Regions from separate parts of the Mus musculus genome. Here region 2 is linked to region 1. The links are chromatin contacts, called in public HiChIP or PLAC-seq maps. All regions are on one chromosome and are shown on one strand. Each heading gives the region's core, a stretch centred on a gene start, on an enhancer-like site or on the middle of the called end of the contact. The rest is flanking DNA. Distances are from core to core; before and after follow the strand shown. Region 1 holds the start of Unc5b (unc-5 netrin receptor B). Region 2 holds the start of Neurog3 (neurogenin 3).

Region 1 (5,844 bases), core at 1,047-3,546:
GCAGACCCCAGCAGCTGGCCCTTCTCCAGACTAGTGGGCAGGAGGCCCCCGCCGTGCTCTGTAATGAACACAATTCCAACACCGCTTCTGCTCACTGGTGAGAAATCAAAGCTGGGTATTAGAGACCATTTCTGACTGGGCACTGTTCATACCCAAATCCATCAAAGCCCTGGGCCTGGGGTTTCTTCCGGGGTAGACGGGGGCTGAATGCTTTGTTAAGCAGAAAATGCAGGCCCTCTCCAGCATTCCTGGCCCAGCCCACCCACCTGGAGAACTCTGGGCCCAGCAGTCCTATTTTTCTCCAAATGGAGCCCCATCCCCAGTAACCCTGGTATCTATTCCTGACCCCACTACCCTGCTGATAAATATGGGGAAAAATGTTTCCCAAGATGCAACCTGGCCCACGTACTATTTCCAAAGACTTCACTCTAGCCTCCAATCATCCCCAGACACTCTTAAACAGAAACTAACAATCCTGGCCATCCCACACCTAAGTGCACCCTTTAAAACAAGGCTGGTCGTTTAGCGTGCCTCCTCCCCTTCTCCATCATTACCTTCCAACTTCAAAACACTGCTTTAAATACCCGAGTCTGCCCAAATCATAATTAACTCGGATCAAATGATTGAGTGTTGTAACTTTACAGCACAAAGCTTGGGGAGAAATAAAAAGTGGGGGGATGTGTTAAAAGCAAGCTCCGGCCGTGGGAAACGTTCGTTACAGAGGAGGGACCTTTAGCTCTTGAAGAAAGAGAGGTGGGGAGGAGAGAGAGAGGATGCCATCATCACTGAGGGTGGTGGGGTGTGTGTCAACTCAATACTTTCTGCTAGTTTCCTTTTCCCATTCTTAGCCTTTGCTCAGGGAGGTCTTTGTCTAGGGTGGCCCTCCAGCCCCCGCACCAGCTTCGGGAGTCGATTCACCCTAACGGCAGTTCACCTGCTTGGGTACCAGAGAGGTTGGTGCGAGTGTCTACTTTTCCTTCCAAGGAAGACGCAGCCCACTTTGCAACGCCCAGCCGAGCTACTACAGAGCCAGCAAGACACTTCCATCTTCGCGATGAGAGGAGAATCGGGGACTTTATAAACTTAGGAGTCCACCAAACCCTCTTAAGAGCATCTTTACTGGGTCCAGGTGCAGTGCAGAGGCGAGCTCACCTGGACACTGAGAATACCAATAACCTATTGAAAATAGGCAAAGTCGAAAGGAGATACATTACGCCCCTCCACTCTCTGCCAACACTCACCCCCAAACAATCCACCAACCACGAAACCTTTTCATACCCGCCCGCGCCGCACCTCCGGAGATCACGGTGTACAGGAGTCGGCCCCTCCCCCTTCAGTAGCTTAAAGCCTTCGGGCCTCGGCTCCCCAAAGGCCGAGAAGAAGCGCTTCCAGGGTTCCGCAGTATCCTGCTCTCTGTCCGCGACCCTCAGAATGCTGCGCGTGCAGCCCGCGGGAGCCTGTACTCAGACCTAAGTTGCAGGCGAACCGCAGAGAACACACACCTGGCCCTGGCAGTGACAGTTTTTCCGTGATAGTCAGGGGTCACTTGGAAGTGAATCAGACCCCATTCCACGGGAAGCAACTATCCCTTGGAGGCAGGAGCAGGGAGCTTCGAGCTTACGTGGCACCCCAGGTGGCCACGCGTCGCCCCCTCTCCCGAGCACCGAAGCTGCCTTTTAACTTGGACGCGTCCACGGCGTTCTCGGAGCGCAGTGACTCCGCCAAGAACCACCCGAACTTGCAGTTGGACGCTGAGACGCGCCAGGACCGCATCCCTGTGTTCCACTCCCTCTCGCACCTACCTGCTAGGCTCGGTGTCGGATCCCAGCAAAGCAGCAGCGCCAGCAGCAGCGCGCTCCGCACCCCGCTCCGGGCCCTCATGCTCCTGTCCCCCGGCCCGGGCGCCTCTCCCTCGGGGTTCTTTCCCGGTCCCCAGCCTCGCCGCCTTCGCCTTCGCCGCCGCCTCGCCGTTCTCGCAGGCGCCCGGCAGCGCCAGCCCGTGCCCTCCGTAGGCGCAGAGGCAACCGCGCAGCGCCGGGAGGCCGCCCGGCGACTAGGAGCGCTCCGGGAGTCGGACGCCGCTGGGGATCCCGGCTCTGGTGCGCCCTTTCCGCGCTCTCCCGCTGCGAGCGCCGTCCGCGCCCTGCTCCGAAGTTGTGCGATCCCAGTGGAGTGCGCTCAGCGGCGCTCGTAGCGGCCGCGCCGCGAAGTCTGTCCGAGTGGGGTGTGTGCTTCCCTCTGCGCCCTGCCGCTCCCCGCGGCTCCGCGCCCTCGCCCGCCCTGCCGCCGGCCACAATGCCCAGCGCCGCCGCGCGCTCGCCCTAGAGTCAGCGGGCCGGGGCGGGGCCTCACGCGATAGAAGGCGGGGCCTGGAGGACGGGGGCGGAGCCACGGGGCCCAGCGAGGGGGGGTACCCTACCGCTGTGTAGGCGCGGCCGAGTTGGGGCCTTATCAGAGGGGATCCTTGAAGAACGCAGGATCCAAAGCACCGGAAAACCGGTCCGCTGAAAGCGGCGGAGTCTACCGGATTTTCTTTCCAAAAATAAAGGAAATAAACATTCGTACACTTCTTAGCTTGGGTGTGAATCAGCTTTCGCTTTTGATTCGGTCTCAAAAGGGGATGGGGGTGTTTAAGAAAAAATGTCAAACACTCAAGTCCTGGTGGAGCGGGGGATGTAGTTGGGGAGTTCCAGCTGTGGATATTTGGGCATGAGTTAGGATCGTGATTGGTTCTGTTTTTCTCCTCGACCCAGGACAGAACTCTTTACGTGGGATCCGGAAGGATGGCTCATCCTAGGATATGGTGAACCAGTCCAATTGAATAAAAGGACGTGTGTGGGGAGGGAACCTGCTGCTGTGTTTTGCTCCGAGCACAAACTTGGTTCTGGTTCTGCTCCTTAAGCGCGTGACCTTGAAGGAGCTGCTTAGCTGTCTCCATCACTGTCACCTGTGAAATGGGGAAGAATGATGTTAGCTGTCTCATAAGGGGTTGAGGAGCAGAATGTGGGAAATAGGTAGAAAGTGGGGGCACAAATGGTGGCATCCCTTCCCAAGGTTCTTGAAGGAAGTCCTTGTCACCCAGAGGTGGGCCCATAAGCTTACGTGACCAGAGGAGACTTGGGAGATGTCTGTGCATCCGCTCACAGGAAGCTCACAGCACTTCCATGTGGGAGCCCACTAACGGGCTAATTCCATAATGCTATAAAGAAGCAGCCCCTACCCCTTATCTGCTGACCTCCTAAGCTTTTCCTCTTTGCAGATCTGGATCAGCCCTCTTCTTCAGGAAGAGAGCAGCCTAGCCAGGTTCTGAAGTCGGGTAGGAGGGTAGAAGGGTGGGAGGGTGGGAGGTATCCAAAAGAACCTAGTATTCCCAAGTTTTTCCTAGATTGGAGAAGAAAGGTTTGGGAGCCATAGTTGCTGACTAAGAGGTTGGTGGTGTGAGGGCAGAGAAGCAAGAAGATCCATGCTAGCTGTGTTTGGGGGAGAGGGAGGCAATGAAAGCGGGATTTCTCGACACCCCCTCTATCCCAACTCCACAAAATGAAGACTGGAGATCTATAGAAGGCTGTGGCTATAGGTGACGCCCCACATCATGGCTGGCCACCCAGGCCCAGTAGGGTGAATCCGGGTGGAGTGAACGCCCAAGGCAGGACTTTGGTTTCTGTGGGCAAAGGTAAACGGGCTATTTTTATCCTGGCCTGGAACAGCATGAGCAACAGCAGTGGCTGAGCACACCCAGCCTGTTCCACCCATTCCAGACCGCAAGCACGCAGCGATACACGCCCCTCGGACAGTTACACATACCTGCAAAGGAACACACAAGTAAATACACAACAGAGACGCACAGGTGCAAGATGACCTTTCCTGAAACACCCTGTGTACAAACAGACATCCACCTAGAAAAACACCCATAGACCAAAGCCTGTGAGATTAAAAACCCCAAACATAGCTCCAGGCGCACACACAGAGACATCTGACTGGAAAGGCAAACAGGTATTTGGATATTTAAAGACTGGCAGGAAACACCCGCCTGGGATGCCTGGGTACCAACACTCACATCCCATGTTCAGACCGGAGACCCGGTCGATGAGGTCAAGGGTGCTGTGCCTGAGAGCTCAGTGGATGCCTCAGGTTCACACTCCCCCACTGGGATAGAAAGTGTTTTTCTTTAGACATTGCTTAATTCCTTCTGGGGTGAAAGGGGTGCAAGAATATTAAGTATTTCCCTTCTTCCTACCTAGCCCCTACCCACCCTTCAGTCTGGAAGTTCTATTTTAAAAAAGCAAAGGCGACTTTATTCTAATTAACTCACAAATAAAAGCATCACACAGCTAGCTCACGGCAGCCACTCTAACCCTTGCGCCATTGCTTCTGGGCTCTATCTGTCTCTGTGAACATCTCTGTATTTAGAATGTCCAGTCTGAGGCCGTGGGGCCTCCTTGGGGCTCTGAACTTTTACTGTCAAGTACAGTTTTTATTCAGTTACACACACACACACACACACACACACACACACACACACACACTATAACAGAGTGGAAACTAGATTTAAAAAAAAAAAAAAACAGATTCATGGGCTAGAGAGATGGCTCAGTGGTTAAGAATACTGTCTCCTTTCCCAGAGGTCTTGGGTTCAATTCCCAGCAACCAAATGGTGGCTCACAACCATCTATCCTGGGGTCTGGTGCTCTCTTCTGGTACTCAGGTGTATATGCAGATAGAGCACTCTATACATAAAATAAAAGAAATATTTTTTCTTTTTTTTTTCTCCCTGCCCCTAAATAAATCTTTTTAAAAGGATTCATATTCTTTCATGACTGTTTGTCCTTTTGTCTCTTCTGCCTTTCTCCATTAGCCAATTTCTCCCCTCTTAACATCTGCTCATGGAGGTCTGTCTCTTTGGAACTAGCGTCAGCCCTTTGAAGGAATCTCCGTTATCTCCTCTGGCCCTACGTATGTTAAATCTCAGGGAGATTTTTCAGCCACCTGCAGCAAGCCCCAGCGCCCCACTAACCCCGGTAGTTCAGGGAACCTCATCTTTGGTCCTCAACTGAGAATGACCACGTCCCTCCCATGTATAAGGCCCCACAGCCCTAGCAGTAACACAGTGGAGACGTTGTACAAAACTTTCCAGAAGCATCGTCATACCCTGTGCCTTGGCACTCAGTCAGGGCAGGGGGAGGGGGCGCTACTTCTAGTTAAGAACAAGGATTGCCAAGGCTGGCCTCCGTTTTTTCCTATTTATCATGGCATGTCAATACAATTTCCTGCACACAGTCAGATGCATTAGGAGGCGAGAGAAAAAGAGAGGCTGTTGATCCAACGCCTACAATGGCCCTGAGAAGGAGTCTCAACGCTCTACCTGCATGTCTTGGAGGTTTTGCGGCGATGTCCTGGGATGTACCAGGAGAGGGGAGTGTTTAAGGCTGGAGGCAGGAAGCCTTTGTTGGGGCACAACTGCTTTGATAGCTTGGGCCAGTCTTCACCCTTAATGGTGGCTGCAGATGCTTCGGGGACCGGACCACTCTTAACATGATAGCGTGTAGGACTGGAAGGTGGACCCCAGAGGATGGATGCAGGCCCCAGGTCCCCGCCCAAACCACTGCTCCCATCCCGACTCCCTGCTGTTCTTACCTGCTTGCTGAGAGATCTTACTTAACCTTTCCGGGCTTCAGTCCCCTCCGTTGCAAAAAGGAAATAATCACCACTTCTCAGGACTAAAAGGAATATGCATACTCACTCTGAGCTAGCTGAGTAACAGCTCCCTATTTCGTAACAATTATAATTTGAAAGCAGCCTTTGGGGCTCCCTGAAACAGTGGCTAGCAGCCTGGACAGGGCATCT
Region 2 (5,844 bases), core at 1,554-4,053, 1.3 Mb after region 1:
ACAATTGGCACGCACTGCGCAGTCAACTGCGCCTTGACCTCCACCTCCGAAGGATGGGGGATTAACTTTGCATAGGGATCTGTGAGTCCCCTGCAGCTAAGGGAGAGGTTGTGGATCCTGAATCTCTAAATTTCTAAGAGTCTCGGGCATTCAGCTTGGCCTCCTGGCTAAATGAAGAACGGCAGGGAGTTTGGGCATTTTTCAGACAGCGCTGTGCGCTCCTTACTCTGCTTTTTACGCAAAGCAACTTCTGGCAGCCTAGCCTACAAGCGCAGAAGGTCCCTGAGCAGGAGAGATGTTGGAAAGCCTGTACAAGAATTCCAAAATGGTCTCTGCCTATTAAGAAACTTTTGCTACACCCCCCAGAATTCTTTCTGTCTCGGGAAGTTCTGCGTTCTAGCCAAAGCCCATTAGTCTCACGGGATAGGACTCAACCAGTCCCATTTCCATTTCAAGTCTACAGGCAGATGAGAGCCACAGGTGTATGTAGCTCTTCTGAGGCCCAGGGAGTCACACAGTGGCTTGGGTCTCTTACAATCTGGGTTCCTCCCCTCAGAGCCTGGTTGCATTTTTTTTAAGAGCCATGGGGGTGCCCTTTAAGTCACTTTCCCAGGTTCTCCTTTTTCAGAGAAATAATTCAAGCAGAGCTGTGATCTGGGAGAGAAAAGCAGAAAAGCCTAGCACATCTCTGGCTAGGAGAGCTAGTCATTAGTCGTCACTCATCTAATCCTGCCAGTTTTCAAAGACTCGGAACAGCCTCTATTCTCTGCATTTTGGGGGTGTCTCTCATTCTTCCCAAAGCAAATCATGCCATCCAAGGGGGCGGGGGGTGATCTAGGTCTCAGAGTCTTAGGCTTTGGATTCTTCATAGTTCTGATAGGATTTGCCCTGCGACCTTGGGCAAATCACTTCCTTCTGGGGACTTGGCTTTTCCATCTGTAAAAAGGGCCTTACGCCTCCATTCCTGGGACCAGAAGACACTTGCTTGAAGCAAGGCACAACCTAAAGGAAGGCCTACTAGCAGGAGATAGAACCTGAGGACCCAGTTCACAGGAAGGTCTACCCTTGCCTGCAGATTCAATTTCTCTGCAGTAGGGAAGGAATTCCCTCCTCACTCTCGATCATTTTAGGGATAGTGTTATGCCCCCACCCAATCCTACCACCTCCCCTCCTGCTGAGTGCCAAGCAAGCCATCCTCTGCCCAGGGGATTTTGTAGTGCTCCCTCCTCTTCCTTGCAGCCCAGGCGGCCAGTGGTCATCATAGAGTCAAGTCACACACCTACCCCGACCCTGACTCTACGCCTTCAGCCTCCCAGCCAGGGTATGGTCCCTTCTACAATATCCAGGAGCTTCGGAGTTAGAGAACGTACTAGAAAGCTTAGAGTTACTGCCAAGAATCTTTAACTCCCAGCCATAGCTTCCTCCCATGCACATCCTGACTAGAAAGCTGGGGGGGGGGGGAGGGAGGGAGGGAGGGCAGGAGAGAGAGAGAGAGAGAGAGAGAGAGAGAGAGAGAGAGATCAGCGGAAGCCACAACCCCTCACCCTGAGTGACCGGAAACAGAAGACCACGGGGTGTCAGGGACAAGAAGGGCGGGTCTGCAGGGAAGAAAGGACAATGTCTTAAGGCTCACAGGAAAGATTTCCAGATAGCTTAAGATAACCTCTTAAGAGGGACAAACTAGAAGTCTCCCTGCCCTGGGCTCACCCACAGTTCAGGAGTGATGGGGAGGGAGGGGGCGGGAAGGAGTAGGACTAGGTGAAGCTGCTAGTCCTCTCTGGTCTGTGATTGGACAGGGGCACTAAAGGGGGCAGAAAGTAGATCTGCTTTTCTCCCAGGGCCTGCACACGGAGGCATTGAAAAGACAAAAAAGGCTAGCAGAGAACAAGTCCCTCCTTGACCTTTCCCTATCACCTGCCTCTCGGGTCAGGCCTTCCCGATAGCATCCATAGTGGGGCGGGGCGTGATGAGATGCCCCCTCTGCACTCTCTCTACAACCACCCTCGCCTCCGGAATAGAACCCAATGTCTCGGATGAGGACTATGGTGGGGGTTTTCAAGGTCTGGTCTGGGGGCTGGAGGGTTGGATCCCAAGGTGATATTGAACCTGGCCAAGCAATAGTTTCTGAGTAGAAAGGACTTGAGCAGGGACCGTCTCTGGTCACTCTGTCCTCTTTCCCAGGATGGAGTCAGTCTGTGAAACATGGTTGCACACACATTTCCTGACCCAACCCATAGTGGCGGAGAGCTGGATAGCACTTTGAACTAATGGGCGCTCCTCCCAGCTGCCAGCCAAGAAGACACTTGACTCCTTGATCGCTGGTTCATTTAGACAAGCCGTTTCCCTCTCTGAGCCAAAAGACCCCATGTGTAATACTCAAAGAAGAGGCCTTCCTTATATATATATAGGCACCCCCAAACCTCCTTCATGCTACCAAGAAAGGGTCTGGACACATGCCAAAAAGAAAGAGGAAAAGGCAAAGCTCTCCCCAGCGGCCGGACGGGACTCTTCTGGCTGGGCGAGGCTCTTTGAGGAACCGAGAGTTGCTGGGACTGAGCCCGCGACGGGGGAGGCGTGGAGTGGGGGAACAAACAGAGTGCTGCTCCCCTCCCCCGACCCCTGCCCTTTGTCCGGAATCCAGCTGTGCTCTGCGGGTGGGGGTTGTGGGGGGAGGAGCGGGCTCGCGTGGCGCAGCCCCTGGGCCCCCTCCGCTGATTGGCCCGTGGTGCAGGCAGCAGCCCGGCAGGCACGCTCCTGGCCGGGGGCAGAGCAGATAAAGCGTGCCAGGGGACACACGACTTGCATGCAGCTCAGAAATCCCTCTGGGTCTCATCACTGCAGCAGTGGTCGAGTACCTCCTCGGAGCTTTTCTACGACTTCCAGACGCAATTTACTCCAGGCGAGGGCGCCTGCAGTTTAGCAGAACTTCAGAGGGAGCAGAGAGGCTCAGCTATCCACTGCTGCTTGACACTGACCCTATCCACTGCTGCTTGTCACTGACTGACCTGCTGCTCTCTATTCTTTTGAGTCGGGAGAACTAGGTAACAATTCGGAAACTCCAAAGGGTGGATGAGGGGCGCGCGGGGTGTGTGTGGGGGATACTCTGGTCCCCCGTGCAGTGACCTCTAAGTCAGAGGCTGGCACACACACACCTTCCATTTTTTCCCAACCGCAGGATGGCGCCTCATCCCTTGGATGCGCTCACCATCCAAGTGTCCCCAGAGACACAACAACCTTTTCCCGGAGCCTCGGACCACGAAGTGCTCAGTTCCAATTCCACCCCACCTAGCCCCACTCTCATACCTAGGGACTGCTCCGAAGCAGAAGTGGGTGACTGCCGAGGGACCTCGAGGAAGCTCCGCGCCCGACGCGGAGGGCGCAACAGGCCCAAGAGCGAGTTGGCACTCAGCAAACAGCGAAGAAGCCGGCGCAAGAAGGCCAATGATCGGGAGCGCAATCGCATGCACAACCTCAACTCGGCGCTGGATGCGCTGCGCGGTGTCCTGCCCACCTTCCCGGATGACGCCAAACTTACAAAGATCGAGACCCTGCGCTTCGCCCACAACTACATCTGGGCACTGACTCAGACGCTGCGCATAGCGGACCACAGCTTCTATGGCCCGGAGCCCCCTGTGCCCTGTGGAGAGCTGGGGAGCCCCGGAGGTGGCTCCAACGGGGACTGGGGCTCTATCTACTCCCCAGTCTCCCAAGCGGGTAACCTGAGCCCCACGGCCTCATTGGAGGAATTCCCTGGCCTGCAGGTGCCCAGCTCCCCATCCTATCTGCTCCCGGGAGCACTGGTGTTCTCAGACTTCTTGTGAAGAGACCTGTCTGGCTCTGGGTGGTGGGTGCTAGTGGAAAGGGAGGGGACCAGAGCCGTCTGGAGTGGGAGGTAGTGGAGGCTCTCAAGCATCTCGCCTCTTCTGGCTTTCACTACTTGGATCCCTAGCCCTCTCACAGGGCTTAACTAGGCTTCTCATCGGTACCCTTGCTGCTGCGCACAGCAGACATTGGGGGCTGCTCTTCTCTTAACTCTCCTCGGTGCAGCCACATCAAACTCTCGCTCCAAGCATTTGAGAATGGTAGCACTACCTAGTTGGAGACTCCCATACTTCCTGGTGAGTCTGCCCTCATTCAAATCTGCCGGCCTCCGACCATCCATCACTTTTTCCAGGGTGACCTAATCCAGTGTTGCGTCTTACCTCACTGGCTCCTCCATCCAGCTCTTGGCCCATAGATGATGTTCGTCGTCTTTACTGCCCGCTACATGCAGGGTTTCTGAGCTTCTCCATTCTGCCTTAGTCCACGAAGGTGATCTGCCTTCTTCTGCACTTTTCAAGTCGTTACCCTTCCCCCAAGGGAGACCAGGCTGTGAACCGGAAAGCCCTAGCCTATGGCTAGAGCATCTCTCCAACTTGTCTCCCGTGTCTAAAGTGTGAGTTGCAGGGACGGTTCCTGAAGCACTGTTTGTCTCCCTAAAAAGGAAAAAAAAAGAAAAAGAAATCAGTTTGTAAATGATATAATGCCTTTTGAAATGAATTTTGTTATGGTAAATTATATGCCTCCTGCCCCATTTTTACACATTTGTATTTATTGATGCTATTTCGTGGTAGGAGAGTTTATATTTTGTACATAAGAGTATCAAGGACTGGTGATTGAGATTTTGAGCTAACAAATAAAAGATGAACGTCGAGAATCTTCACAAGGTGACTCCATTGTGCGCAGAGAAGGGGAGGAGGGTGACAGCCCAGGCTGGGGGTGTCTAGAGTAATTCTACTCTGCAGAGCGAGAGGAGAGGAGCAAGGGGAGACTTTCCTAGGGAATCTCTGGGACCTCTCTGCCTCCCGTGCTGGGCTGGAGGTGGGGCAGACTGTTGGCAGAGAGTATGAAGTCTTTAGTCAGGGGCTCTTGTTTTCTCTATGGGACTTGCCTATTTCCAACAGCAGTTTAAAAGAAAGGCAAATCTCTTAACTGGGGCTAGTGATTTTATAACCCCTACACACACACACACACACACACACACACACACACACACACACCTGCTTGGATTTAGAACTACACTGCCCTTAGGAAAAGAAGTAACAATAGGAGTCCCTAGAAACACCACCCCCAGGGATCCCTCCCCTAAAGTATTGAGATACCCAAAAAGACTCTACCCCTAAGGCACATTTTGCTGACTAAATCCCTAGAAAACCATCTTTTCAAACATTTAGCAGAGAAGGTAGAGGTTCCAGCTGGGATCTCTATACCCCTAGAAACCTATACTCTGGATTGAAAGTGTATTTGCTTGCAAAGTGCCCTCCCTGGCTTTGGATCCCAGTGAGCTCTCTAGCTCTCTGGGTGGCCTGAGACTGACTCACTGTAGCACTGGAAGCTAGCTGTCCAGACGATACTAGGAGAGAACTAAGGCATGGAACTGATTTCTCCCAGAGAAGCTGCACCGAGCTATTAGAGAACTGCACAGCTTATCTCTTGGGGCCAAGATAATGGAAAGCAGATCTCCAGGGACCAACCCAAAGGAGGAAGAAAGAAGCCAAGCCACCCAGGTGGATTGCTGTCAGTGAGTGGTCTGTATGCAGATTGCCTCTATGCTGGAGTTTATGGTGGCAGTTTCTCAGACTCTGATGCTAATGCCTCTGGTGTCTCTTCCATGCCCTCCCCCTCAACCTGAACAGTTTCTCTATTCCCAAGTCCCTAAAGGAAGCTCAGCGGAGCTGTCTTCCTTATCTAGGATAGGGGTTGTTGGAGGGGGGCGGGAAGGGGACACTGCAAACAAGCGTATGAACAGAGCGTTGTTTCGGTTGGTAGCTTTAATCTGGGAGGGGGAGATTAATGGGTTATTGG

What was found. HiChIP or PLAC-seq counts read pairs in DNA pulled down with a chosen protein or histone mark.
Region 2: a contact with region 1 is called in an H3K4me3 HiChIP or PLAC-seq map of embryonic stem cells, with 6 times the contacts expected there. The contact joins the promoter of Neurog3 here to the promoter of Unc5b in region 1. A contact is called at or near these places in 2 of 39 promoter capture datasets (embryonic stem cells and hippocampal neurons), 1 of 484 Hi-C or Micro-C datasets (embryonic stem cells) and 1 of 115 datasets of contacts at active chromatin or transcription factors (embryonic stem cells).

What each region holds. Positions count from the first base shown.
Region 1 is chr10:60,829,285-60,835,128 of GRCm38.p6, forward strand. It overlaps Unc5b (unc-5 netrin receptor B), which reads right to left and starts at 2,297. Exons shown (of 17, transcript NM_029770.3): 1 at 1,803-2,297. The coding sequence starts at 1,881.
Region 2 is chr10:62,130,287-62,136,130 of GRCm38.p6, forward strand. It overlaps Neurog3 (neurogenin 3), which reads left to right and starts at 2,804. Exons shown (of 2, transcript NM_009719.6): 1 at 2,804-3,041; 2 at 3,176-4,477. The coding sequence starts at 3,177. The coding sequence ends at 3,821.